Regions from separate parts of the Mus musculus genome. Here regions 1, 2, 3, 4, 5 and 7 are each linked to region 6. A link is a contact called in public ChIA-PET, Hi-C, Micro-C and promoter capture Hi-C data. All regions are on one chromosome and are shown on one strand. The core of a region is the stretch at or near the end of the contact, and the rest is flanking DNA. Distances in the headings are between cores, read along the strand shown.

The links. Promoter capture Hi-C pulls out the DNA fragments that hold promoters and counts their contacts. A called contact is a pair of places that touch in the nucleus more often than the background predicts. ChIA-PET counts read pairs in DNA pulled down with a chosen protein or histone mark.
Region 1: a Micro-C map of embryonic stem cells shows a contact between it and region 6, with 5 times the contacts expected there. The contact joins the promoter of Fam228b here to the promoter of Ncoa1 in region 6. A contact is called at or near these places in 5 of 39 promoter capture datasets (fetal liver, frontonasal cranial neural crest, hippocampal neurons and 2 more), 1 of 484 Hi-C or Micro-C datasets (embryonic stem cells), 2 of 115 datasets of contacts at active chromatin or transcription factors (astrocytes and embryonic stem cells) and 1 of 9 other capture datasets (adipose tissue).
Region 2: a contact with region 6 is called in an RNA polymerase II ChIA-PET map of memory CD8 T cells, with 21 read pairs. The contact joins the promoter of Atad2b here to the promoter of Ncoa1 in region 6. A contact is called at or near these places in 3 of 39 promoter capture datasets (liver and pre-B cells), 4 of 484 Hi-C or Micro-C datasets (CD4 T cells, the HL-1 cell line and embryonic stem cells) and 1 of 115 datasets of contacts at active chromatin or transcription factors (memory CD8 T cells).
Region 3: an RNA polymerase II ChIA-PET map of memory CD8 T cells shows a contact between it and region 6, with 5 read pairs. The contact joins the enhancer-like site here to the promoter of Ncoa1 in region 6. A contact is called at or near these places in 7 of 39 promoter capture datasets (the 3T3-L1 cell line, the HPC-7 cell line, HPC-7-derived erythroid cells and 4 more) and 1 of 115 datasets of contacts at active chromatin or transcription factors (memory CD8 T cells).
Region 4: a promoter capture Hi-C map of pre-B cells shows a contact between it and region 6, with 3 times the contacts expected there. The contact joins the promoter of Dnajc27 here to the promoter of Ncoa1 in region 6. A contact is called at or near these places in 16 of 39 promoter capture datasets (the 3T3-L1 cell line, 3T3-L1-derived adipocytes, the HPC-7 cell line and 10 more), 5 of 484 Hi-C or Micro-C datasets (CD4 T cells, the HPC-7 cell line, embryonic stem cells and 1 more), 1 of 115 datasets of contacts at active chromatin or transcription factors (memory CD8 T cells) and 2 of 9 other capture datasets (adipose tissue and liver).
Region 5: a Micro-C map of embryonic stem cells shows a contact between it and region 6, with 3 times the contacts expected there. The contact joins the promoter of Adcy3 here to the promoter of Ncoa1 in region 6. A contact is called at or near these places in 12 of 39 promoter capture datasets (the 3T3-L1 cell line, 3T3-L1-derived adipocytes, the C10 cell line and 9 more), 7 of 484 Hi-C or Micro-C datasets (CD4 T cells, CD8 T cells, the HL-1 cell line and 1 more), 7 of 115 datasets of contacts at active chromatin or transcription factors (T-cell acute lymphoblastic leukemia, embryonic stem cells, memory CD8 T cells and 2 more) and 1 of 9 other capture datasets (liver).
Region 7: a contact with region 6 is called in a Hi-C map of embryonic stem cells, with 3 times the contacts expected there. The contact joins the enhancer-like site here to the promoter of Ncoa1 in region 6. A contact is called at or near these places in 4 of 39 promoter capture datasets (embryonic stem cells, hippocampal neurons, maxillary cranial neural crest and 1 more), 2 of 484 Hi-C or Micro-C datasets (the N1E-115 cell line and embryonic stem cells) and 2 of 115 datasets of contacts at active chromatin or transcription factors (both in embryonic stem cells).

What each region holds. Positions count from the first base shown.
Region 1 is chr12:4,767,717-4,770,899 of GRCm38.p6, forward strand. Fam228b (family with sequence similarity 228, member B) reads right to left here and starts at 1,518. Exons shown (of 7, transcript NM_175431.5): 1 at 1,190-1,518; 2 at 674-805. The coding sequence starts at 781. It overlaps Pfn4 (profilin family, member 4), which reads left to right and starts at 1,579. Exons shown (of 4, transcript NM_028376.4): 1 at 1,579-2,553. The coding sequence starts at 2,437.
Region 2 is chr12:4,915,833-4,918,727 of GRCm38.p6, forward strand. It overlaps Atad2b (ATPase family, AAA domain containing 2B), which reads left to right and starts at 1,521. Exons shown (of 28, transcript NM_001362349.1): 1 at 1,521-2,089. The coding sequence starts at 1,877.
Region 3 is chr12:4,064,281-4,067,159 of GRCm38.p6, forward strand. No RefSeq gene overlaps it. Among named protein-coding and RNA genes, the nearest start is that of Dnajc27, 17 kb to the right of the region's middle. Within about 2 kb of position 1,376, at least 39 of the 459 cell types and tissues checked have an H3K27ac peak or open chromatin away from gene starts, as enhancers often do. A contact at or near this core is called in memory CD8 T cells, where this site is marked.
Region 4 is chr12:4,080,709-4,083,949 of GRCm38.p6, forward strand. Dnajc27 (DnaJ heat shock protein family (Hsp40) member C27) reads left to right here and starts at 1,866. Exons shown (of 7, transcript NM_153082.4): 1 at 1,866-2,165. The coding sequence starts at 2,079.
Region 5 is chr12:4,132,533-4,135,438 of GRCm38.p6, forward strand. It overlaps Adcy3 (adenylate cyclase 3), which reads left to right and starts at 1,621. Exons shown (of 21, transcript NM_138305.3): 1 at 1,621-2,468. The coding sequence starts at 1,794.
Region 6 is chr12:4,475,682-4,478,740 of GRCm38.p6, forward strand. Ncoa1 (nuclear receptor coactivator 1) reads right to left here and starts at 1,501. Exons shown (of 23, transcript NM_010881.2): 1 at 1,091-1,501.
Region 7 is chr12:4,178,957-4,182,273 of GRCm38.p6, forward strand. All of the region lies in intron 2 of Adcy3 (adenylate cyclase 3), which reads left to right. Among named protein-coding and RNA genes, the nearest start is that of Adcy3, 46 kb to the left of the region's middle. Within about 2 kb of position 1,710, at least 28 of the 459 cell types and tissues checked have an H3K27ac peak or open chromatin away from gene starts, as enhancers often do. A contact at or near this core is called in embryonic stem cells and stem cell-derived epiblast-like cells, where this site is marked.

The DNA.
Region 1 (3,183 bases), core at 268-2,767, 290 kb after region 6:
AAAAGAATACATAAGTTTTCACTGCATAAAATTTTTTTAAAATAAGCAAAACCATAATGACAGAATGGTTACAGGAAATGAGGGAAGTGTGAGGGGGTACTCCAAAAGAACTTGATGAGAAAACTGGGAGCAGTCAATGTATTTGTTATCTTGATGTGTAAAACTGGCTTCAGGAACATACACACGTTAAAATTTATCGTTATGCATTTCAAGTGTATTTATTTTACACCAATTATACCTTAATAAAACTCTTTAGGAAGAAAAATACAACATATCCAGGTTTAAATAGGGGTTTTTGGTTGGTTGGTTGGTTTTTCGAGACAGGGTTTCCCTGTGTAACCCTGGCTGTCCTGGAACTCACTCTCTAGACCAGGCTGGCCTTGAACTCAGAAATCCACCTGCCTCTGCCTCCCGAGTGCTGGGATTAAAGGCGTGTGCCACCACGCCCGGCTTTAAGTAGGTTTTTATCAGCTTTGTTATATTGTTAAAATTTATAATCAATGGTATATGATTCTACTTTAAGCTCTTAAAGAGCAAAGTAAGTAAGTAACAAAGTTAGTAGAGTTAATGGGGATAGATAGGTTCTATCCAATAGAGTAAAATAGAAAGAAAAATAAAACTTATGCACAAGGCACATCTCTAAGCAAGGACCTCAACAGTCATACAACTGTACCTCCATAAAAGAAAGCGACTGTGGTTCCAACCATTCTTTGGAGCTCTTGAGCTTGGGGAGTGTGCCCGTCACCATATCATCTTGGCTCCTATTTTTCATTGTGGTCATCAAGTAACACAGTCCCTAGAAAAGCTAAAATAGCATTTATTTTGTAATTAAAATTCACAGTAATTTTCTCCGCGGTTTAATAATCAACACTCATGACCTTGGGCACTTAGGGAACGAGTCTTGGAAAACTGCCCGTCCATGTGTCCCTTCCAATTGGCTTGAAACAGGGCTCTCTTGAAGCCCTCCTGGCTAGGAATCTAGTTCCCAGCAGTTTTCTAGGTTTGATATGACATGAATGCTGATGAGTTGCCGCTTTCAAGCTACTGACAAATGAACTTAGAGAAAGAAGGGAATTTGGGACCTTCAAGCTCCAAGAGATCCAAAGCCCTCCCCGGGGCCTGCATGTGAGGGAGAAGAAGACTTGTGGGTCTGCGCCCATGATGAATCTAGGGTACCAGGCCCGCTCACCCGGGAGTACCGGGCCCCCGATTCGCGATTCGCCGGCTCCGACACAGACCGCGTGCGCGGGCCGTCCTGCCGCGCAGGCTTCCACAGGTCCTTCAGCCCCCTCTGGCGGTGGGCCTGCCCTTCGGCTCTCCGCACCACAGTGAGCCCGCGGCCTCAGCCCGAGACCTTGGATTCGGAACGCGCGGGCGTTCGGACCTCTGTCTCCTGGGACGCGGCGCCACCCCTACGCGCCCCTCGGCCAGCGGGAAGACGAGAACGCGCGCGCACCTCGCCGAACAGCACGGAGCAGTGCAGCCCTCTGGCCTGGGAGCGAGGCGAGTCGAAAAGGAGGCAGTGGAACTGTCTCGCGCTAACAGGCAGCTATCGCAGCCAATCAGCTTTTCAGATCCGTGCTACGCCCGCCCCTAGCGGAGCCTCGTCTCCTCTTGTAGCCCCTACTCTGTGTTTAGTTCCCGGCCTCCAGGACTCAGGATTCAGTTAGGCTACCGGCCTCCCATCAATTAGTCCTCCGAAGGCAGCGGCGGGAGAGAGTCGTTCGCCTTACTAGGAACCTGCGGCAAAAGAGTGTTTGTGGCGGTTGACCCTTTGAGGGCCGTCCAAGATGGCAGCACATGAGCAGTAAATGTAGCTCTAAAGAGCCTCCAAGGTGGTCTTAGAGCTCAGGTTTGTTGACCGGTGTCTTGTCTACAGCGTTGATGCTGGCCAAGGAGGAGGAATGAAAAGAGTATCTTTTTTAAATCGGTGGTGCACCTTGAGTGGTTTTGAGATTTTGTGGATAACTGGTTGCTTTTTTTTGTTTTTACTTTATTTTACTTTTATTTATTTGTTTGTTCATTTTTGCGGAGCTGAGAATTGAATGGAGGACTTATTCGCAGATCTTTATTTTTCTAAGACAGGGTCTCTTTGGCCTTGAACTTGTGACCTTCCTGCCCTTAGAGTACCCAAAATAATAGGCATAGACCTTTGTTTTTAAATCTCAGGTAAATCATTAAATAGATAAAAATATTGAGGCTCTGATTTTTTTTTCAAACTCACCTTCATAAACCATTCTGTGAATTCTGATTTTTCTATAATAGTTTTTCTTCCCCTCTGAGTACTGGTGAACCCTGGATGATGGACCACTATTTTCACTCGTCCACCGTTTTAGAGGACACACACTGATAATAAGCTGGAACGTACACAAGAAGCACTTGTATTGTCCCTCGTGGAGTCTTCAGCTGCAGGTTCTGGTTCAGAGCCGAAGAAGCATGAGTCACTTGCAGAACTTACTGTTAGATACCCTGCTGGGGACGAAACACGTGGACAGCGCAGCCCTCATCAAACTCCAGGAAAAGACCCTGTGTGTGACATCACCAGGATTTAGTGTAAGGGTGAAAGCTTCTTAAAAATATTTTTTAGGTTAGCATATAGAGTGTTGGATTTTATATGTTATCTTCATGTATGTGTTGTAAGCTATGTAACATCCGAACATGTTTCAACAATGTCAGAATTTATTGAGTAATGATAAATTCACAAAGTACGATAGTTTCTGTGGCAACAATTTCATACATATGCCTGCTTTCTTTGGTAACCTCACGGGTAAGCACAGATTCTTATTCTGCTATCTTAATTACTAATATCAACTCATGGATTACACACACACACACACACACACAGTGTTACAGATTGGCAATAAAGTGTTATGAGGCCACAGCAGAGATCAAGAATTTTCAGAAGTTCTGAAAAGCAGGGCAGTTGGTAGAAATATCATTAGATATTTGATATTTGTTGATAAATTAACAGTACCAGAGCTTCGGGAAAGAGTCTGGAGAAGCTGTAGTGATGACTTAAGGCTCCTTCAGATCTCAAGTTTGAAACTGAAGCCGCAGAGTTGAAACCAACTCCAGGAATAAAGGAACCAAGATGGGTCCAGACAGATTGGTAGACTGATAGATGGGGCAAGTCCAGGGCAGTAGGAACTAATACCATCTCAGTGCTAGGTGTTTGCTTCTTTA
Region 2 (2,895 bases), core at 271-2,770, 440 kb after region 6:
ACTTATTTTTTTTCTCTAGTACAGACAGCTGTGCCCTATGCTCTCCATGCCTGCTTCCTCTTTCTTTCTTTCTTTCTTTCTTCCTTCTTTCTTTCTTTCTTCCTTCCTTCTTTCTTCCTTCTTTTCTTTCTTTCTTTCTTTCTTTCTTTCTTTCTTCCCTCCTTCCTTCTTTCTTTCTTTCTTTCTTTCTTTCTTCCTTCTTTTCTTTTCTTTCTTTCTTCCTTCCTTTCTTCCTTCCTTTCTTTCTTTCTTTCTTTCTTTCTTTCTTTCTTTCTTTCTTTCTTTCTTTCTTTGATGTATTTCCCCTCATTTTGTAGTTCAGAATGTATCTCTAAAGGAGTTCCTTAGGTCCTTGCTTGAAGTAGGGGCTCGTGCTTCTTACCACCAGTTGTACTTTACTGATCTCTTGTCCATTTGTTGGTGAGCTTTCTTGAGAATCAGAGGGTCTCATTATGTAGCTCTGCCTGTCCTGAAACTCACTATGTAGACCAAGTTGGCTTTGAACTTATTTACTTATTTATATATATATATATATAAATACACACAACTACTCTGTACATTCTATATAGTGAGGACTGAACAAAGCTTATTAATTTTTTGTTTGGGGTCTTACATGGCTAAATGTTATAACTATGAAGCTATTTAGTCTTTATTCACTCTTCACTTTTTTAGTGTAATAATCAGGGGAATTTCTGCCCAAATAAAGACTAGGCTCTCTATCTTAGATAAACTGTGATGCTTTGAAATGAACATTTATTCTTCCCTCTATAATTCCAGACCTTTCCATATTACATTAATTTAATAATTACATAGTACTTTGACTTTTTTTCCTTTGGAAGTGTTTTGTCTTAATTCTGCACACCGGTAGGATGGAGATAAAAGATGCTGCAAAATCCCTCCGGTAGACTTGGCTAAAGTCAAAGGGAACAACACTTGAGTTCAGTGGTTCAAATCTTTAATCCTGGCGCTTGGGATGAATGCAGAGTTCAAGGCTAGCCTGGTCTCCATAGTGAGTTTAAAAAAGGATGCAGAGTTCCTAGAGTTGTTTTTTCTTAGTTTAACTTGCGTGGATTACCGCAGGGACTTCTTTCATTCATTGCCATTATCATTTGGACAGTCATGCAATGTGCAGCCCAAGTTCATTAGGGGTCTTGCCCAAAGTACCTAGGCAACTGGAACCCCTCCGCACCGCACCGTCCTCTCCATTCCTTCTACTCCGCGCTTGGTCGGCCGTTCCTGGCGTCCTCCAGGCCACCGCAGGGGTCTGGAATCTGGGGTCCTCGGTCTTGGCCAGGCGTTGAAGGGTCCGGACTACGTTCCACGCGGAAACCCATCCTGCGCCCTGGCCGGCTCTGCCCATCCCCCAGTCTAGACAGGGCAGCAAAAGCTGGCCACTGTGGGGTTCACAGCCCAGAGCGCCTCCCCGCAGGCCTCCCGCCGATGCTGACGTCACGTCGAGGCGGGGCCTGTGCAGAAGGAAGGGCTGCGCGTCCTTGCAGCGCCCCGCAGCGGCCGCGTCCAGAAGCGGCCTTGTCGGCCCTGCGGCGCCAGAGACCTGACGCACGGAGCTCGATAGAGAGAGAACGAGAGAGAAAGGGGCAGACATGGCGGCTCCGCTCGGCTCCCGCTGAGGACCGCTGAGCGGGCGCAGGGTCTGCGCGGCCGGCCTGCAGCCTCGCTTCCGCCTCCCGCTCCCTGCCTCCTCGCGCCGCCGCCGGCTTCTGCTCCGCTCTAGCCTGTCGGGCCTGCGTCCCGGAGAGGCAACGCGAGCCGGCCCGGCGAGGCTCCGCTGGCCCCTGCCCGCCGGCGGGCCGGCCTTCCTCGCCTCTCCCGGGAGCGGCGGGCGCGGCGTGGACCCGGTCCCCCTGGCTGGACCATGGTGAACACCCGGAAGAGCTCTCTGCGCCTTCTCGGGTCCAAGTCTCCTGGGCCCGGGCCTGGGCCCGGGGCCGGAGCCGGAGCGGAGCCGGGGGCGACCGGCGGCAGCAGCCATTTCATCTCCTCTCGGACCCGCTCCTCTAAGACGCGCGCGGCCAGCTGCCCGGCGGCCAAGGCCGGGGGAAGCGGCGGCGCCCTGGACGAGGCCCGGGTAAGAGCGGCGGCCCACGGCCGAGGCTTGAAAGTGCTGGCCCGGCCGCCCGGGCTTTGTCTGGCCGGAGACCGTCTTGCGGGTGCGGTGGAGGGTGGCAGCCGCCGAAGGGCCGCGACTCCAGCACCTTAGCTGAGCCGGCCCGGTTCTTTTGTGTAAAGAACAGCACTCGAGTCCACGGGAGATGGCTCTTGGGGTTCCTTTCGGGGACATTAGAATGCTCTGCCATCCGTGTCCTTGCCCGGCTTTAGAAGGGAATTCTAGAGGAAGCAAGAATTTAAGGCTGCAGTGCCTGGCTTGGAAGGGGAGAAGAGAGAAGTGAAAGTTTTCTGCGGTGTCAAACCCCTCTTGAAAGTGTGTCAGCTCTTGCCGCTGTCTGAGTTTACTTAGTTTGGGGGTGGTTCAAGTTGGTAAGGAAGTGAACAGAGCTCCAGTTGGCAGGCAGGCAGGCAGGGATGCTGAAAAAAGTTTGTAGCTGCACTGACACCAACTTTAAAAACAAAACCAACGCTTAACGCCTCTGTAGGCAAGGCAGATCAGACACGGTGCTGTAAGCTGTAGGGCGAGCCAGCCAGCTAACCAAGGTTCTTGTAGAGAGCAGAGGACTTTCAAGTTACAAAGGGAGTATGTAGAAAGAAACGTGTCGAATGGCCATCGTGACATGGTTTCTACATTTCTGTTAAGGAAATGTTTTTCAAAAGTCAAACTAGCGTTGTTGTGGTCCGTACAATTGCAGAAGCAAGAGTTGCTTTAGTTCTTTAGAGATGAGATCTGAGATCCTGAACTTTTATCACCTGTAGTGTAAA
Region 3 (2,879 bases), core at 126-2,625, 410 kb before region 6:
GAACTGGCTCTTCCAAGTTGTCTACATCCCACTATAGCCTGCTTGTGCACTCACATGTATCCACATACATAGGTACATACATACATACATACATACATACATACATACATACATGTAATAAAAAATTTTAAGCTTTTGAGATAGTTTTGCCTTATATCTCAGGCTGGTCTCCATCTAGAGATCTCCCTGCTCCAGCCTCCCTAGTTCTAGGGCTAAGAATGTCTATCGTCACATCTTTACCTGGCTTCTTTCTTGCTCCTTGAGAACCATGCAGAGGCTTGCACCAACATCATCTCTAGAACCCCAAGTTCATCTCCAGCACGCCCCACCTCTACCGAGAACTCTGGTGCCAGCCAGGAAGACAGTACATTTATCTGAGCTGTCCCTTGCATGCCTCAGACAGAGGAGAGAGTATATTCGGGGCCCCATGCTCATCTTCATGACTCCTGTGTCTCTTCCAGATGAGCAAAACAGCCTTAGGCGGCATGCTGGGAATGGCGAAGAGCCAGGATTGTCACCTGTTTCTGTTCCAGCGGTCCATTAAATATTTTTGGTGGGCTGTGATGATGCATGCCTTTAGCATCACCCAGCACTTTGGAGGCAGAGGTAGGAAGATATTTTAATAGTTAAGGAAAAGCCTGGACTATGAGCTACAAGTACATTTCAGAGTAAATCTGACTAAATGAAGACCCTGTCAGAGAGGAAAGTGGGGAGAACATGATTCTGTCCTGCTAGCCCAGCTGAGCATCCTACATGGGAAATTTTTTAGGAGGGGAAATAGCCAAGCTCTTTAAAGAGAGTGGGTTTCATGACTGTAATTTGAATTAGTTTAATTAGATGCTTTTCTCCTAACTATTCGTTGAGAGAAACCGTCCCATGAGAACCAAAGTTGGGAAGTATGGAAGGACAAAGAAGGCACATGCTCTCAAGGTCTGGGGATGTGGTTGTTGCCTCAAATGGAGTGTGTGGAGCACAGAATTCCCTGGGCAGAAGTAAACCTGACAAGGAAACCAGTGCAAAAAGATGGCGTCCAGGCACAGAAAGGTGAGGAACACCGTGACAAACCGCTAGTCTCCTCAAATGTCTGCTTCAGAGATACAAAGATGAAGGTTGTAAGAGCTTTTAGGTCTCTGTGTTGGGGTGAGGAGATGGTCACACCCACCTTCCTCCTCTAGGTCCTCAAAGCTTGGACCTCCATTTTTCAAACAATTGCCACAGGTTTTCATCCCTAGGGAAGAGGCGAAACTCTGCCTCCGAATGATGCAGACATATGGAAGGAAATAAGGAGAATTTATTTCCTCAGACTCTTTCTGGAGTCCACCCTGTAGCCTGGAGTCATAGCTCTACCCTGCAACAGTAGGAAGCCACACCCTTCCAGGTCTTGCAGACACCACCACCACAAGGACCATGACAACCATCACCATAACAACCACCACACTTTTTTTTTTAAAGATAGTATCTCATTGGGGATAGTGGTTCACACCTTTAATCCCAGCACTCTGAAGGCAGAGGCAGACAGATCTGTCTCTGTGAGATCAAGGAGAGCCTGGTCTACAGCTCAAGTTCTAGGGCAGCCAAGGCTACATAGAACAACCCTGTCTCAAGAAACCAAACCAAAGAAAACAAAAGAAAACAAAAAACAAACAAACAAACAACAACAACAACAAATACCAAAACCCACCAACAATAACAAAAAGATAAGGATTCTCATAGCCCACACGGACTAGCCTCAACCCTGCCTAGCCTCAAACCTGCCATACAACTAAGCATGGCTTTGTACCCTCTACTTCCTCAGTGCTGGAACTGCAGGCACCACGCCCAGCTCAGGCAGGGTCCAACCCAGGGCTTCTTGTGTACTAGATAAACACTTTATCAACTAAGCCCCAAACCCAGGCCTATGTTCCCTTTACTCCCAGTTCCGGCGTCGACTGTTAGTTGAAGAAGATGCTGAAGGGGACCGACCTAAGTTTCAAAAACCTGCCCCAAGGCGACCTGGAATGACAAATGATGAATGTGAAGCCCAGGAGAAAGGAGAGCCTCCTTATCGCCTTTGTGCCACAAGGCAGGATTCAGAGCAATCCTGACCGCCTCCTCTGAGCCCCACTTTGATACAATGTGAGCAAAGGGGATGCCAGGGCAGGACCTCACTTCCAGTGTTAAGTAGAGCCAGAGAGCTTAACCAGGGGTGGCGGGGACTCAGAGAACTGAGACGACAGAGAGGAGGGGAATGAAGGCTGGTATGGGTGCTGCAGGCGCTGAACTTGCCCTTTATCTCCTGCCTGTCCCTGGTCCCTGAGGATGTCATTAGCCTAGCAGCTGTTCCACTCAACCCCTTGCTTACTACAGGCACATTCTGGGTCTCTGGATGGCTGCTGCTCCTCCCTCCCTGTATGGCCAGCAGCAGCAGCAGCAGCATCTACATCAGCCTCTGCATCAGCCTCTGCATCAGCAACCAGTGCTGATTCTGGCTTGGTCACTGCTGCTGTCACCGCCCTCAGGCTCCGCAACTCCGAAGCACACAGGTTATGCCAGCTGCTTGAGTTCTTTCCCTGTGAGCTCCCCAGATGTCTCCAGACAGCCAGAGGAAGGCTGAGCCCACATCCCTGACTAATGATCACGCCTTCAAGACTGGAGGCAGCCTGTGACTCAAACTGTGGAGGCTCAGGCAGCAAAGGGAAGAAAGAGTGGGAGGGAGGGAGAGGAGCAGAGGAGGAGAATGAAGCCTGGTGAGGAAGATGAGGAGAGTGAGGGAACCAGAGTGTGCGTGCTTTGCCTCTCTACAGACCGTCTTTACCAAGCCTCTGCTCTACATCAGCCCAGCAGTCCATTTGATATTCCTTTGAAAGGAAGTGTTCACCATGACTATAAAGGTTGTTGTA
Region 4 (3,241 bases), core at 616-3,115, 390 kb before region 6:
ACCCCTCCCCTCTCTCTCCCCATGGCGACTTCCCTGGCCTCCTTTCTTGGGGCCAGTGAAGTCACCTGCCTGAGAGCAGCTTCCCAGTGACCCTGCCTTTAATATATTCCAATCTGGTTTGAATTGGCTCATTTCACTAGTAGCTGAGAAATAACAGATCAGATGGTGCCGAAACACAGCAGTTTACATCTCCTACAGTATTTCCCAGGGCCACATATTACATTGTTATGCCAATTATTGGAAAAGGTTCTATCTTTTTTTTCTTCAAAAAAAGCATTTAATATTTTAAATTAAGCATGCTTGAAACTGACTTAAAGTAACTACTGTCATCCACTGTGTCTTCCCAGACTTGGTTTAAGATGTTTAAAGCCCTGTGGGAGCAGAAACCTTCACCTTGGGATTACTGAGAAATTGTCAGCCATCTTTGTCAATCTCTGTTTACATCTGTAACTGAAATTATTGACTAAAAGAATAGTGTGTCTGTCAGACTGACTTTCATTCTAACAGTTGCTTTCCATAAGAAGTTATCGTAAAATTTATGATTCTACCTTATCTACCTTATCTTGTCAGGTAAGGGGAAAGGGAACAAGATTCTGGGTTAAGCCTGGATGTTGGCAGCTGTGAGAATCCCACACCATCACAGAGCTGGACAAACCTTAAGAACTATCCAGCCAGTCTTCCTCCTGAGGATGGGGGCCATTAGACTGATGCCAGAGAGGGAAAATTAACACACACACACACACACACACACACACTGCCTCTGCTCCAAAAGGCAACTCTGGTTTTCAACCAGGAAAGAGTCTTGTTCAAGGTCCTTTTCCAGAACCAGGGTCAGACTCCCAATTCTCATCTGATGCTACCTTCTTCGATGAAGCCTTTGCAGGCTGTCTGCAGATTGAAGCAACCGTCCATTAAGAATAATCAGGGGAGGGGTGATTATGTACTAAACAGATACTTTTTTGTGTGTGATTATTCCCTAAAGGACAACAATATAGACTAACAACTATTTACATAAGAATGATATTTACATTGTAATAGCATTTACTTTGTATTGAGTAGTTATGCTGGCTTTCTTGGGTTTTGGGTAGAAGCCAAGAAACTCACTTCTGTAAGAAAGCAGGCTGAACGGAGCCATGAGGAGCAAGCCACTAGGCAGCACTCCTCCACAGCCTCTGCATCAGCTCCTGCCCCCAGCTTCCTTTCCTATCTCTCCTGTCCAAATTTTTTTTGATGTGTAAGCCAAGTTAAACCCTTTTCTCCCCAAGTTGCCTTGGTTATGGTGTTTCTTCACAGCAACAGTAACCCTAAGACAGTGGGGCAGATAATGTGAGATGACACAAGTAGGCTGAGGATGTGCATAAGTTACATAAAGCTTTCTACACATGTACAATTTATACATAAAGGTTTTTATATATTTATTTTGAAACAGGATTGCACAATATAGCTCCACCTGGCCTTGAACTCATAGAGATCCGCCTGCCTCTGCCTCCTGAGTGCCAGAATTAAAGCGTGCGTTTGCTCGGATACCATCTTTAGGTGACTGGGACATCCGCAGAATCCACTGTGATCCTGGGCTCAGTCCTCTGCAGAAACTGTAGTCTGCAGTCACTGTACTGACGGAGAGGAGGATGGCAGCAGAGGCACCCATCGGTGAAGATTCCAGGAAAAAAAAAGCCTTTGGCATGACTGGGCCTTACACTAAATGTCAAAAACTCCCCGTGACAGCCGCTCTATTTCTGCCACCATGTACAGACCAATCTTGATGCCAGGCAAAGAAACCCCAATCGCCTGCAACCGGGCCGCACTGGCCCAACAGGACCCCAAGACCCAGTCCTCCCGGGCCCCGCAATGACGTCACGGCGCGCAGTCATCGCGAGACTCCGCTCGCCCTCCGCGGCTCGCCGCTTCCCAACCGCCCTCGTCCGTCCGCGGCCAGGCAGCGGTGGGGATGGCGAGCCGCGGAGCCAGGGTGGTGACGAGCACAGCGGCTCCGTCATTGGGCGAGGAGGCCTGAGGGACTCCAGGCTGGCTGGGTGCGTAAGGACACCACAACCCGCGGCCCCGGCAGAGCGAGGGCGATGGAGACCAACGTGCCGAAGAGGAAGGAGCCCGCCAAGTCCCTCCGCATCAAAGTCATCTCCATGGGCAACGCCGAAGTGGGGAAAGTGAGTACCGCGTGCTGCGAGGGCAGGACCTCCGCGTGCTGTGAGAGCGACATTCCCATTGGCTAGGAGAGCCGCCACTCAAAAGCTTGAAGCTCCGCCTCCTCTCTGCTTAGTTTAGCATCCTGAGCTCACTGGGGCTTGCGGCCTCCAGAGGAAAACTATCTTGACCTTTTTGACCTTTGGGCTGCTGGCTCTTTACTGACGTCACTGTCCCTAAAAGGTGTCAGGGTGGCCTCTGATCTTTGATTGTAATTTGAAGGTAGTAATTAGATTCCGATGTCGAATGATCAGTTTACATACCAAATCTGTTTTTCCCCTGAGAGGGGACGAGGTCCTGCGGGTTGGGGAGAGTGGTTGCCAGCCTTGCTGTTTAAAGAGATGCCAGGGAGGTGTTAGATTCTAAAAAATGTAGCCCTGAACAGCCTGGAGTCTATGTTCCCACCACCAGAGCACAACAACCTAGTGTGTTTCAGGGGACATGCACTGACAGCCCTAGATCTTGTGTTTTTAATTTTTTGTATTGTCACGTCCATTTTTCTCGGAGGAGTCTTTTTTTTTAAAAAAATACCATCTTTCTGAGTGTATCATTTCTGTATCATTTGCTGCTTATTAGCTACTAAACTTCCTCTCATCTGGGAAGGGAGGCCTTTCCTAAATGAATTTAGATGCCAGTTACTCGTTTTCTTCCCTTAACGTTGGGAAACTGTTGGTTAAGAATTCCCAAGGTCGACAGACAGGGAAGGCATCCGAAGTGGAGTCTTCACTAAACCAAACGCAGAAGACCTCTAATGGGAGCGTTTGCATACTACTATGTAAGCCAGTGCTCTGTGCTAGAAGATGCTCAGGAAGTGTTTATTGCTGTTATACAATTTAGCGTGCTCCCGTTCTACATATGGACCTTCATGTATGTGTTAACAAAACAGTTGCTGAAGATTAACATTTATTGACTATTGACTATTTTCCAGCTCTGTTTTACAAAGGCAGGAGAGTTGGGAATATTGTGAGTTGGTGCAGTGTGAGTGTGAATAGCAGTTCTGTTCCCAGGAGTCCTGCAGAAAACTGCTAATCCCAGTGGT
Region 5 (2,906 bases), core at 371-2,870, 340 kb before region 6:
CCAATTAAGTGATGGACTATTCCCTGGGTGTTGTGAATGTATGCCTGAAGTTCTAAATGGACATCTATCCCTGAGTGACAGGGCATCCCTCGCTAGCTCCCCATCCCCTGTGTCTGTTTTTCTTCTCTCATCTTTAGCTGCCCCCAAAGCTTGATCCCTTAATGCTGAGGGCTGTCCTCAGTCCCTTGAGCACATTTTCTTCTAAAACGACTTTCACTCCTAACAAGGTGTTCTGTCAAATTCAAGGAAAATAATTGATGCTACGGCTTAGGAGATGGACAGGTCCAAAAGGAGCATTTGCTTCTTTAAGGAAGAACTCAAATACATCCCAATTGGTTGGATGTGCACTGGAGATCTTCGTGAAGCAAGGCCTCTTTCAGGTCCACGTGCCAGGCACCAATCAAGCTACTTCAGTCCTCTTTTGTCACCAGTTTCGGCTGCTTATTCCCTCGAAGAGAGATCAAGCCCCACGCTTGACGTCTGGGCTGCCAGGGTGGGCGGAGACACTGAGATGGGGCGCGCCCACTCAGGGAGCTGCCCCCAAACCTCAGCCCGAGGCCTCTCCTGTCCCCGGAAGGAAGCCAGGGTAGAAGAAGGGCGGCCGGGGTGCCCCAGCACGCCTCACCTTCAGGGAAGATACGTCCCGGGCTTTGATCTTCCGTAACACGGCCTGTTTGGGGGCAAGGCGCAGATTCGCCTCGTTCCTTTCTATCTGCCACCAATTCGGCGTTTCCACGCAGTCGTCGCCGGGCGCTGGCAAGAGGGAGACACCGGGGACAGCGAGGGGGCCCCTCCACCCGGCGCCCAGGAGGCGGCGACAAGGCGGGGAGGGGCCGCCCGCCTCCTGGGGCCTGCGGCGCGTGTGAATCAGTGTGCAGAGCGCAGCGCACGGACTCGGCTGGCTCGCCCTGCGTGCGGGGAGAGGATGCTGGCAAGCTGCCCCGGCCTGGGCCCGCCATCCGCAGCGCGCGCCGCCGCCGTCCTCTGCGCCCACCGATGCTGAGCCGCAGCCTCGCGCCTCTCCCAGCCTGACCCGGGGCCTGACCGCGAGGGGACCCGCGCACAGGCTCCGGGTGGACGAGCTGGCGCGGCGGCACTGCGGGAAGCAGCCTGCGGCTCGCTGAAGCCCACTTGGCTTGGCTCCGCAGCCCCGGTTTGGAGCGCGCGGCTCCCGAGTTCCCGCACAGGTCAGCGCCAAGCTACGACCCAGGGCTGGATGGACTTCCACGAGGCTGCAGAGCCCGAGGTTGGGAAGGGGCTGGATTCTCCCAGGGGTGGGTGGGGGAAAGGAAGTAAACAGAAGGGAGATGAGGGAATCCCCAGGACCGCTCCGGCTCCTTCCAGGCACGTTTTCTTTTCAGCTTGGAGCCAGTGGGCCTGAAGGGAATTTAGGTGAGGAAGTCAGGGATAGAGCCGGGCATACAAGGAATGGAGAGATGGCTAGGCCCCTCCAGAAGCCCGACGCAGGAAACCGGGTGTCTGGTGTGGACTGGACTGAGTGTGTGGGCGTGCTTGGGAGGCTGTGGTGTTGGAGGCTTGTGTAGCATGGATCTGTATGAGGGGTAGGTTGGGTCAAGGAAAGAGGCGCCATGTCCTTAGCCATGTCCTTTTAAGTTGCAGATGTTCGGTGCCACCTGTGTCCTGGGAACCCACTAAGCATTCCAGCTCCAGTTGGACGCCCTTCATTCATAACCAAGAGGAACCTCCCCGCCTTCCCCGGGTCTTACGAAGCCCTGGTGAAGTGGCTTGACCTGCAGGTCTCCCTTCCTCATTAGAAACAGCCAGCAGCCAACATGCCGAGGAACCAGGGCTTCTCGGATCCCGAGTACTCGGCAGAGTACTCAGCTGAATACTCGGTCAGCCTGCCCTCTGACCCCGACCGCGGGGTCGGCCGGACCCATGAAATTTCTGTGCGGAACTCGGGGTCCTGCCTGTGCCTGCCTCGCTTTATGCGGCTGACCTTCGTGCCTGAGTCCTTGGAGAACCTCTACCAGACCTACTTCAAAAGGCAGCGCCATGAGACCCTGCTGGTGCTGGTGGTCTTTGCGGCCCTCTTTGACTGCTACGTGGTAGTGATGTGCGCGGTGGTCTTCTCCAGCGACAAGCTGGCGCCCCTCATGGTGGCAGGCTTCGGTCTGGTGTTGGACATCATCCTTTTCGTGCTCTGTAAAAAGGGGCTGCTCCCGGACCGAGTGAGCCGCAAAGTGGTACCCTACCTGCTGTGGCTGCTCATCTCGGCCCAGATCTTCTCCTACCTGGGCCTGAACTTTTCACGGGCCCACGCAGCCAGTGACACTGTGGGTTGGCAGGCTTTCTTTGTCTTCTCCTTCTTCATAACGCTGCCCCTCAGCCTCAGCCCCATCGTGATCATCTCTGTGGTCTCCTGTGTTGTGCACACGCTTGTGTTGGGGGTCACTGTGGCCCAGCAGCAGCAGGATGAGCTGGAAGGGATGCAGCTGCTGAGGGAGGTGAGTCCCACCCTCCTCCCTATCTGTCTATTGTATTCCTTCTCTTCCAGCCAAGTGTCACTCAGGTGGGATTGCTTTCAATGCCAGGAGTTGAACACGTCCTGAGCGGCCTTGGGGTCCCAGTTGTCAGTTCAGAGGACTACCTCTCAGCCCCTGGGAGTGTGCACCCCGATGTCATATGGTGTTTTTCCTAGAGAAAGAACACTGGGCCTCGGGGCCACTCAGCCAACTGTGCCTGGTTGGAGTTGGTGACAGCACCTTGGATCTTGGTGTGGAGGAAGTCTTGCTCAGCCAGTCTATGACCCAGGTCAAGAGACGGCTTGTGGCAAACTCTGCTTAACTCCAGATGGTGTTTGACTTGTGGGGGTTCAGTGCTCTCAGTCAAATGGGGATCCTGTCTGCCCTGGATGCAGAAGTGGCTGTTATCAAGATCCAAGG
Region 6 (3,059 bases), core at 251-2,750:
CACCTTCTCCACAAGGACACCTGCCTCGCCTCTTCAGTGTCTCTATAAGGATAGAGGAGCCAGAAAGGCTAACGTACTCCCCAGCTTAAAGTTTCTCTCCCTACCAAACTCTTCAGCCACAGCACCTGGGCTTGTCCTTGTCACACACAGTCAATCCCTCCGTCTTCCTCTAACAACGTCACACTACAGGGTGTCTGGCCCATGGGAGTGACTGCTTTTTGTTTTGTTTTGTTTTGTTTTAATGTATATACAAATAAAATTAAACGAGCCACCGCAGAGGTGTGGTAAGGACCGAGGACCCCGGTGTCCAGTTTCTCCGAGTCTCTTCCAAGCGACTATGGAGAGCTCAAGTTCCATCACTGACCATTAACCAGCCCTACCTACAATCGTTGGACCAACGTGTGCTGCTTGTCTTTCTAGGTCCTTTCAGCAGAACCTTCCAAAGGGACCAAATTCCAGCCGCAAGAGGAAAATCTCCTTTATCCGCCCATTCCTACCTCCGAAATCCTGGTCCCAAAGGGAGAAAGGCAAGTGCAGCCAGGCTAGGCAAAGGGGCCGTCGAAAGCTGCACCCACAGAAAGGCATGCCTAGGTCGCCCCCATTTCGCTGTCCCAGTGAACAAGATTCAGAGAGGCTGACAGGCTGGCCAAGGTCACCGTGCTTGCTCGTCGGGGCCGAGGGGCGCCCGCGCCTACTTCCGGCTCCCCCTTTCGGCGGCGGCTCCGGGCGCCCGCTCCCCACCCGGCCCCGGGCCGCGCGCCCTCCGCGGATGCTCGCACTCCACTAACTAGGGCAACTGGAGTGCGCCGCAGGGACGGCGCTCTGCAGCGCGCCGCTCGCCCCGAGCAGCCCCCAGCTGGTGCCGTGACAGCTGCGACCTCCGCCCCCTGCAGCCGCGCCAGGCTAGCGAGGGAACTCGAGAAAAGTGGCAGCGGGAGATGGGTCCCAGAGCAAGCAAAGCCAGGACGGAGGGCGCCGGCTGCTCCCCGCCCCCTAGGGCCGCCGCGGCCGCGCGGCTCGTGACAGCTGCACCCACCGCGAGGCTCCCGCCGCCACCGCCGCCACCGCCGCCACCGCCGCCGCCACTCACCTGCCTCCGCCGCCGCCGCCTCTGGGCCGCGCTCCCCGGCGCCGCGCTCACTCGCGACTGTGGCGGCGCCGCCGCGGACTCCGCCGCTCCTCCGGCCCGGCGCCCGTCCCCGGGGCCCAGGCGGCCCGCCGCCGCCGCCGCCGCCTCGGCTCTCCGGCCCCCCTCCTCCGGAGCAGGAGTCCCCCCACTTCAGGGGGATGCAGAACCACCCCGGCACAAGCTGTGCTTGAGGGAACAGCAGCGAACTGCAGCCGAAGGGCTTGAGGCCGCGCTCCGACCGACGGACGACAGGACGAGGTGAATCGCGTCAGTCTCCCGCTCGCCCGGCCTGAAGAACAGGCATTTCAGCCGCTCTCCGCGGCCGCCATGTTCTCCTCCTCCACGGCTGCCGCCGCCGCCGCCGCCGCCGCTGCCGCCGCTGCCACCGCCGCCGCCGCCCCCCCGCTCGCGGCCCCGCCCCCGTGCCCCGCCCGCAGCGCCCCGCCCTCGAGCCCCGCCCCACCCACTCGCGGCTCCGCCCTCACCCCTGCCCCCTCCGCGGACAGGCCCAGAGCCCCGCTGCCCTCTGGCTCCGACGGCGCGCCCCGGGCAGCGCGACCCCTCCAGCCCCGCGCAGCGTGAAGCCGCCCCGCGCCCTCTGCCGGCCGCAGGCACGCCGGGGCCCGAAGTCTTAAGGAAGTGTGAGAAAGGAGGCCCGAACTCTTTCCGCACGGACCCTCCCCACGGGGCAGTTCTCTCTGCTGCCAGGAAGCCTCGAACCCCAGAGTGTCCCTTAGCGTCCCTGAGCGGGCTGTGGGACCTATGGCCTCTAGATGTTCTTTATAGTTTAGGGAAAGTTGGGGAGCAACCTGAAGGCCCTGGGGATCCCAGAGGAATCTGACCTGGGCCTGTTTCCACTCGCGAGTTGTTTTACTTTGAGTAAGAGACATCCCTCGGGCCTCGTTTTTGTTGTTGGTGTTGTGTTCTGTAAGATTTGAGAGGTGGTTTGCCTAGATGATTTCACAGACTATTAGACAACGGAAAAGAAAGATCATCTGCCCCCTTTCTTTTTGCAGATGAAAAGATCTGACTGACAGTGTCTGGCTCTACAATTGCATGAATTGACTAAAATGTCTGTCATTCACAGATCTTTTCCCTCTAGGGGGGACCCACATCTTTTTTTTTTTTAACCTCCTTTTTTTTCTTCTATAATGGAAATGCTACTTTCAAAAGTAGTGTTCCTTGTCACCGGAGGAATCAAGCAGCCACAGGACAGCTCCTTGAGCCTTGATCACTTTATCTGGAAAGCAGCTCTTATCCCAAGACCTGCAATGTACCACTCACTGTTCTCTCTGGCCGTGGAAGTGCTGTGCGGTCATCTTTGTTTCCCTGAGTTCTTGTCCTCATTTAGCTGACTTGTGATGCTGTTTTCTGCTGTTTCCCATCCTGCATTGGATGCCCCAAAGCAGCCTGTGAAAATCCTTAAGTCCTCCATGTCCCTTCCCTAAGTCAAACCTGACATCTCGCTGGCCCTCTCTGAGACAGCCTGTGACTTCTTTCACAAAGCAGGTACCTTCACCCTACTACTGCTGAGTGCCCTGTGCTGCCTTCATCTTCCTGTCTTGGTCATAGTTATAAAGCAGCCAGCAGACCATACTCAGCCTTCCTTTATGCAGTCATCCTTCCATCCCTGTGTTCATTCCGTTGATTCTTATCAAAGTCAGTACCCTAGTGCATTTGATTAGCTCCTGTCCTCACCTTCTTTACAGTACCACCTGCACAATCCACAGCCTTATTAATAGCTGAAGTGCTTGAAGGTCTCTATCTCTACTTAGTTTACTCCTGTGGAGTCTGTTTCCTGGTCTAATACCATCTACCCTGTGCAAAGTGCATTGTCCGGCCCTCTGGTGCTTACAAATGAGCCAAGTATAGGCAGTCCTCCTGTCTCTACTAGACTTCAGGAACTGCTGATGTGTAACTGTGGTGGGCA
Region 7 (3,317 bases), core at 460-2,959, 300 kb before region 6:
TGTCTGCCAACTCCAAAGGCTTATTGATGTGTCTTTCTGAGCATGATTCTGGCATGAAAGGGGAGTCAGGCCAGGCATCGTGGGTGGTCCAGTAGCTGAATGGAGTAGATATCCGAGTGGACTTGGGGTCTCTCTCTAGTCTCCCCTCAGCTCCATGGGCATGTTAGTGCGGAGCCAGAGGCCCAGAGGGAAGAACTTCCATTACTTGTTGTGACTCCCATGTGACCTACTTTGGGGATTCGTTTGGGACCTTGAGAGTTGCTAAGCACCCCAACTGGCACCTGGCAGCAGAGGCACTCAGAACATCACACCTGTTGCCAGGCACAAACTTTAGAATTATGAAGTACCTGAATCACCCCCAGAAACACTTAGCAGGCACGGAAAATAAAGAAGGAGGAATGAGGGGCATGGAGAAGTGACAGGGGAGCCTCCTCAGGGCACACCCTATCCTTCAGAAGGCGGGGGGGGGGGGCGAGGGGGGGAGGGCTCCTCTCAGCCCCCACACCCCAGCACCTAGGAAGCTGCATCCAGGCTCCAGTGGAGATGCTGGCTGTACAGGGTTATAAGAGAGCTGTCCACTGTCACTAGCTGTGTGCCCTGGGAATCATGGCTTAGGAGACACTACTTCTGTGGCGCCCACACAGGTGAACACTGCTGTAACCTGCTTCTCTCAGCCTGCCTCTGCCTGGGTCTTGATCCTTCATGTGAGGTCTGCTGCTGTTCTGAGCCAGGACTTTACCTGTTTGCCACAGGATTGGGTTTCTCTCCCTCCGAGAGCCGAGAACTCTAGGAGAATGCACTGCTTCATAGGCTCAGTGCCTGAATATCCTTGTCCTCTGACCTTTACTGCGTGCCCCAAGTCCTTCGGCTGTTAGGGCGTGGCACAGAGTCCCCTTAACCTTGAGCCTTGTTCTCTTGGAGGCCATGGGGGAGGGGAGAATCAGGTTTCTAGTACCAACCCCAAAGTTGTCCTGGCAACAGTGAGGTGAGGGTGATGGGCCTGCTTCCTTGGGGAGCAGCTCAGTGGGGAAAGATGGTTGGTGTGGGCAGAGAGCAGCGCACCTCCTCTCTCCACAGGGGTGTGGCCTCTTCCTCTTGGCACTGGACCTCAGTATCCCCAGTGTTGAAATTCCAGTGTTGAAATTGGGTGGGTCACCTGATAGGGCCACAGAGCATTAATTTGGAAATACACTTTCATTTTAATTTGGAAATACACTTTCATTTTAGCCTCTAAACAGAAACACTCTTTTTTTGTTTTGTTATTTTTTGTTGTTGTTTTTCGAGACAGGGTTTCTCTGAGTAGCCCTGGCTGTCCTGGAACTCACTCTGTAGACCAGGCTGGCCTCGAACTCAGAGATCTGCCTGCCTCTGCCTCCCGAGTGCTGGGATTAAAGGTGTGCGCCACCATGTCGGGCCAGAAACACTCTTGAATACAGTTAATATCCTTAGCTTTTGTTTTAGCTTTGAAATCCCTTGATGTGAGGAAAGCCAGAAGGCGCCTCCCCTTGTTGTACGTGTTGTACGATGAATACTGGTTTCTCTGTGGCTTTAGTTTCCACCACTTGGACTTTACAGGGTGTTCTTCATGCCAGTATTTCAGAACCTAGCAAGGCACATCCCTGCTTCAGGCAGCTGGGGCGAGGGGGCTCCTGGTGAGGAGGGCTCTGTTGTGCTGTGACTCCTCCAGGCAGCAGTGATGACGTCAGCACTTTTAAGCCACTCCTCCTACTGAGCCCTGCCTCCCAAGCCCTGTCTACCTGAAGTCTGTCTTCTGAGCCTCTGCTGGCTCAGCAGCTTTCCAGTCTTGACCACCACTGCTGGCGTCATATCCTTCAGCATATCCTGTGGTCTGTGGCCACAGCTGGGAGCATCTCCTGTCTGGCTGTGGCTAGTAATCCAGGTAGTCTATTAAATGCATAATTAATAATTAGAAATGTCTACATCCTCTATGGCAACCTGGGCTTTTTACTACCTTGCCAAGTGTCTGTAAATTTTTCCTGTTTGAGACGAGTCTTACTCTGTGGCCCAGGCTAGCCTTGAACTCATAGCACTCCTGCCTTAGCCTTCCGATTGGGCATCACAGGTGTGAATGAGCCACCATGCTGGGTTTCAGAGTGAGACATAGATTCTCATTCTAGTTGAACCATTTGTCGCTTGGCCCTGAGAAGTTACTTATGTGCTCTGAGCCCCAGCTTCTCTGTGAAGTGGTAATAGAGAATAGGATGGTTAAGAAGTCCATGAGAGCCTGGAGAGATGACTCAGTGGTTAAGAGCATCTACCGTCATTGCAGATGACCTGAGTTCATGGTCCTAACACCCATCCATCCAGTCAGGGGACCCACAACTGCCTGTAACTCCGGGGAATCTAATGCCTTCTTGTCTGCAGGCTTCTGCATGCATATACATATACTGGCAGGTAGACAGACAGACAGACAGACAGACAGACACACACACACACACACACACACACACACACACACACACAAACAGAGTAAGCATACATTTTAATTCAGATCACTAGTATCCAGGGCCACCTTCCACGAGGACATGGTTCTGAGCATAGATTCTGTGGGGGTGGCTGGCAGAAAATACATCCGTATGAGCTACAGAGCAGGGAAAGGAACTTACCAGGCACCACAGGTAGACGGAAGTTGGTATCAGTATCTTGGGCCAGGGAAAGCTTTCTTGAGGTAATGTGGAGTGGAGACCTGCAGGTGGTGAGCAGCAAGCCATGGGGAGGGTGGCAGCATGGGAAAGAACCTGGGGTGAATCCACAGGACACATGGAACACAGTGCTAGGAACAGAAGGAGATGGGGATGGGGTGTGTCCATCGGCAGGAACACAGGACAGTGGAACAGGAGAGGGAGGGAGGCAGAGATCCTGTGAGCCACAACCTGGAGCCTGCAGTCCTGGAGAGAGCCTTGGCTTTGTGCTGAGGAGAGCTAGGATTAGCCATCCCAGGAATTCAAACAGTGTAGCTATTGATGGGGAAGAGATAGCCAAGGAAGCAGGGAGATCAGAGGGATATGGTAGCCCAGATCAGGACCTTGATGGTAGAAGCTAAGTGCTTTACAGCTAGGTGAACCAGAGAGTGGGGAATTGAGGATAGAGAGGGAGTATTGGGGGTTATTGGAGAGGTGGACATCCCACATGGGCATTCTCAGTGAATTAACCACACAGCTGGTAGGTTTGAGGGCTGAGAACCATGTTAGTAAACTCTTGCATGGGCCCTGCTGGGTAAGAGGGTATATAGGGCCTCCTAATATGTTGGTGGGCTCAGTGGAAGCTGTTGGTCATGCAGCTCCTGGCAAGCCTTT